Regions from separate parts of the Mus musculus genome. Here region 2 is linked to region 1. The links are chromatin contacts, called in public Micro-C maps. All regions are on one chromosome and are shown on one strand. The core of a region is the stretch at or near the end of the contact, and the rest is flanking DNA. Distances in the headings are between cores, read along the strand shown.

The links. A called contact is a pair of places that touch in the nucleus more often than the background predicts.
Region 2: a Micro-C map of embryonic stem cells shows a contact between it and region 1, with 1.6 times the contacts expected there. The contact joins two enhancer-like sites. A contact is called at or near these places in 3 of 484 Hi-C or Micro-C datasets (all in embryonic stem cells) and 1 of 115 datasets of contacts at active chromatin or transcription factors (pancreatic cancer cells).

Annotation. Positions count from the first base shown.
Region 1 is chr7:112,683,794-112,686,301 of GRCm38.p6, forward strand. The region is part of intron 1 of Tead1 (TEA domain family member 1); the gene reads left to right. Among named protein-coding and RNA genes, the nearest start is that of Tead1, 5.7 kb to the left of the region's middle. Within about 2 kb of position 1,253, at least 52 of the 459 cell types and tissues checked have an H3K27ac peak or open chromatin away from gene starts, as enhancers often do. A contact at or near this core is called in embryonic stem cells, where this site is marked.
Region 2 is chr7:113,038,133-113,040,640 of GRCm38.p6, forward strand. No RefSeq gene overlaps it. Among named protein-coding and RNA genes, the nearest start is that of Gm40452, 11 kb to the right of the region's middle. Within about 2 kb of position 1,254, at least 43 of the 459 cell types and tissues checked have an H3K27ac peak or open chromatin away from gene starts, as enhancers often do. A contact at or near this core is called in embryonic stem cells, where this site is marked.

The DNA of each region.
Region 1 (2,508 bases), core at 3-2,502:
AGCAGGTCCCATGTATGAGACCTTCAGCTTATACTGTGTAGCTGAGCATGATCCTGGATGCACGATCTTCATTCTTCTGCTGCTCATGTGCTGGAGTACAGACCTGTTACCCATGCTGGGTTTATATTATACCCTTCCTTGGGATCACACTCTGGTCTCATGATAGCGCCTGTCACAACCCCTGTAACAACTGAGCCACATGTCAACCCCGTATTAACATTTTTTTAATGGTGAAAGATAGAGCGTTGGGAAATGAGCTTAAGACTTAAAAGTGGACTAATTTACTGATGAAGAAGTTGAGGGTCCACCTCTGCAGGGGGAAGTTCTGGGAGCTTCTCGGCATCTGACACGTTTGTCTGTACTGAGACCTGGGACTACCCAGCAGTACTGATGGGTAAACTGAAAAACTGCTCACCATGGTGAGAAATGTTAGTTATGTGGGAACACACTGAACTTATATTCTCTGGCATGAACTTTTAAAAAAAATATATCAACTCTACTGACTTCTTAAAAAAATTATAGACACAGCTTTCTAATTATCATAATTCAGTTCAGCTTTGCTCTTGGATAGAGTTCAAGTGCAATCTCAATTTAACTTGAAAGGAGATTTTAAATCTGAGACTGTTTAAGAAAATTTGAGAAGTTCATCCAAGAATGTTGTCCACTTAGGTATGGGGCTGGTGTCACAGATGAAACCAGTATCTTTCTGCCGAAGCTCTGCTGTGAGGATTGAGGGAGAGCCTTCTGCCTGCATTTTTGCTTTGAACCACCTTGAGCTCCTGCATCTTAGGGCAGCTTTAATGTCACCTGACACTGTAGCTGCAGAGTTCTTATTGGGAACCAGTGTCTTTTTTCCCCTAATAGGTAGTCAACTAGATAAATGAATATTTTATGATCATCTGCAAAGACAGGAAACCCTCTGAGAAGATACATAATTTGACCAAAGTCCGGGTCGGTCTGTCATGCCAACCCAAGCCTTTGGAAGGCGATACCTGTTTGTCTTCACACCATGACTTCCTGATGGCTTTGACAGCATCCATTTCAGTGCCCCATATCCTAGAATTTTGCTATGACTTTACTGTCTTTTTCAAGGAAAACGGAGTTAATGAGGAAAGGCCAACTTGGATGGCCGGTTTCCTACTGCCGAAGTGCATAGAGAACCCACAGAAACCAAATGACTTCATTTGCTCTGGCTCCGAAGAACTGAATTCACTTCTACAGCGGTGGAATAAAAGAAGCCAAGTGTTTTAAATAGCCACTCCCCGAGGCCCGCCTGGCCAGAGTGTTTTTTGAGAAAAGAGCATTGTCTGCTCCTGAGCTAGCTGGGAGCCCGCCCGCTCACCCTCCCCCACCAGCCATGTTCTAATTCTGAAGTTGACATCTGCTTTTCTTGTTCACCTGATCTGTTCCCATCCACAAGCACATACATGTCGCACGTCCATGTGCATTCTGCAGGTAACCCTGGTGTCTGACACGAAGCGTGTGTGGTGTGTGTTTCAAGTCCCCGCCGGGGACACACAAAGCTAACGACACAAAATAAAATGTAAACACTATAGCCGGGCGGGCGGCATGCCTCTGCTGCTGAGCTTCTGTCCCACCACGGTGCTTTCTGGGCAGACAAGCCTATTGTTGTGGCAGCAACAGGCAGCAGAAGTTGGGGCACCATATGGTCCATGAGGGCCTCAGATAAGCTGTCTACTGAGTCAGCTTATCAATAGCACTTTGATATGCCTTGTTTTTCAGATCACCCATCACCCTGGCAGGGGTGTTCTGGGGCCTGATTCCCAAACCATTGTGAGCCCTGTTTCCTTTGGAAGGATTTCTTTCAGTCCTTTCCCCCTCGCTGCCTCCTCACCTCGGAGCCTCTCCAAGACAATAGTGGTTAAAGTCAGTTTCCCATCAGCTGAAGGGATGAGGATGCTGGCTCGAGTTGGTTGCCGTTGCAGACCAGCAGAGAACAGGATGCCAGTGTTCATTTTCACACTGGTAGAGCTAAGGGTTCCCTTAATTCAGAGTCTGCTTTTGCTTTATGTACTAATGAGATAACATGGCTGATATTTCTAGTGTGTTGAAAGGTTTCTGTTAGTCATGCTGAAAACTTCCCTAATTTTCTTTCACCTTCATCACGAAGTGCAGAAATGAATGACATGTATGTCTGGAAAGGGCCAGGGATTTGGAGACAGGAAGCAGCTTATTTTCTTAACCAGGAATTATTAAGGAATGCCTCTAGAATATCATTTAGGTGTCCGGCAAAGCTGAATGCAAGTTGGAATCACCCCATTGGTGAGCTTGCTGGGGCTGCAGGGCTCTGTGCACACATGACATGGTTTAGGATGTTTGGCCCTGCACATGACCACTGAGTTACCAGCTGCTGAGCAGATGTTTTTGCCTCAGTTACACATGCCTGGGAAGTTACGGTGAGACCCTTTTCCCATCACCTCCCCACCTGTGTGCACCCCTACCCTTCAGGTCCCTCACCTGTTTTTGAATTTTGACATTTGGATTTGT
Region 2 (2,508 bases), core at 4-2,503, 350 kb after region 1:
CGGGGAAGTTACCACGGCAGGAGTGTTAGGCAGCTGGCCAGTGTGTCTGAACTCAGGAAGCAGAGAGGGATGCTGGCTGGTGGTCCACTTACTTCATCTTCTTTATTCATCCCCGGACCCCAGCGAGGGAATGAGGTCACTTACACTTAGGGTGGGCTATCCCACCTGAGTTAACCCAATGTCAACACTCCCTCCTACAGGAGTCCACAAGCTTGTCTCCCAGGTAACCAAGAGCCCGAGATTGAACTGTCAGTCAGTATCAGCCACCTCAGCGACAGTGACTCATGCTTCCACAGAAGCGCACAATTCAGACTTTGGATGAGGCTCCCAGACATTCCTTTATAAGATTTACTTTTGAAATCACACCTCGGCAGGCACAAGGGAGTCGGATTCCCTGTAGCTATGAGTCAATGGTTGGTCTCAACTTTTTATTATGCTTCATTTGTTCTCTCCTCTCTCTTTCTCTCTCTCTCTCTCTCTCTCACACACACACACACACACACACACACACACACACACAGGGAGAGGAGAGGAGAGGAGAGGAGAGGAGAGGAGAGGAGAGGAGAGGAGAGGAGAGGAGAGGAGAGGAGAGGAGAGGAGAGGAGAGGAGAGGGAGAAGATACCTGTGTAGGCCAAAGGTATTGGGTCCCCTAAGCTGGAGTTACAGATAGTTGTAATCTGTCTGATATGGATGCTGGGAATGGAACTTGGGTCCTCTGGAAGAGCAACAAATGTCCTTAACCACTGAGCCATCTCTCCAGCCCCACATTAACCTGGTTTTAGAAAGTTTTATTTTATACCCAAGGTTAATATCCTCTTCCCTCAGTCTCCCAAGTTAGCCCCAGTCTAAAACTATGACCTCAAACATCTGAAATGTAAATTATGAAGCCACAGAAGGGGAAGGGTCCTGCTCCTTGGTGGCCGAAGGCTGCTTGTCCTTTTCTTGCATCATGCCATATAACTGGGTCAAGAGGCTAGCAGGAGAGTATTACAACATGTTTGCCTGAGACATGGATTTCTTTTGCTTCAAGTCAAGCGTGGTCACCAGCATTCATTTGTCAGGGTGGTAAGGCTCATCTTTCATGGTCAAAGTCAAGACCCAGACCCTTCCAGAGGACCTAGCCTAGAATAGTAGCAGCCCCTGTGACAAAAAAAATTGTAGTACACATCCCCAGGCCACTGCCATCTGGTCAGCCACCACAACACACTTGCTAGGACACATTGAGAACTATTTCCTCTTGGTTTCACTTGCAAGGCAAGGGAGGGAGGCCTGCTTTCTTCAGCAGCCCAGCCTCTGACTCTCCTCCTGAAGAACCCTGGAGGGATGTGAGAAACCAGAGGAGATTACAGTCTGTCCCCATTGCACAGAACAATAGGGGAATACAAAAGGAGTAGAAGAGGAAACCACTGACCTTCTAGCTTCCGGGTGGTTGTCAGCAGGGCCTGGAACCTTTCAGGAAGGCATTAGCTTTTCTTTGCTTTTCCAACTTCTGCCCTTTTCACTGTGGAGTGTGGATATTTAATCAGTTTGCCTTCCTCAGAGGAGGGCCTCTTCTTCAGGGATTACAGGCCTGCACTGTATCCGATTTTTCTCTTACAGTTTTCCCTTGTGGTTTTCCAATATCTTTGCTTTGCCCTTCTTTCTCCCTTAGCTGAAGGATTTGCAAGGTTTTTCTGTAAAGATCCTACACAGTGAATAGGGTGCACACGTCCCTGGTGCTCAGTCCTGCTGTCCTAGCAGAAGCAGCCATGAGTGACATGCTCATGAGTGTCATGGCTGGTCCAATAATGCTTCATACAGTCAACAAACAAGTCAGATCGAGACATCCCTTGTCTCAGCTTTCCCCATCACAGAGTCTTTTGCATTGAGGTGGGGGTGGGGGAGGGTCATGGTCAGCAAGCCAACACCATTCTGCTAAGACAGATTTCTAAGAAAGCTGCTTTTCTTGTCTCTTCCCTTAATGTGAGCTGGAGCCTTGGTGGGCAGCAGCCATCTGTCACACGAAAGTTACAAGGATGTGGATGAAAGCGTGCATCTAAAGGTGACAGAGCAGAAAGACAGGTGTGGGGGAGAGACTCTACCCCATGACACCTGACTGTCAGTTTCTTTCTTGTTGTAGCTCGGTACAATCTTAGTAGATACAGAATAAAAACTATAGGGGTGCAATGAAAACTGTGTTTTTTAAACTTTCTATTGATTCTCTGTGAATTCCACACCATGCACCCCAACCCCACTCTTCTCCCTGCCCCTTCATATCTGCCCTCGCAATCTCTGGCCAAAAGAAAAGAAAGCAAAAACCCTAAACTAAAGAAACAAACAAAACAACAACGAAGATCTCATGGTGGAAGCTGTAGTGTGCTATGCCCTTTTATTCAGACAGCTTTTGTTGGCATCAGGACATCCCAAACCTATGACATCACATAGGTGACAGCACAACCTGCAACCTGCAGATCAGTTGCCAAGACAACAGGCACCATATTCCCAGCATCCACTTGGCTCACCTCCCA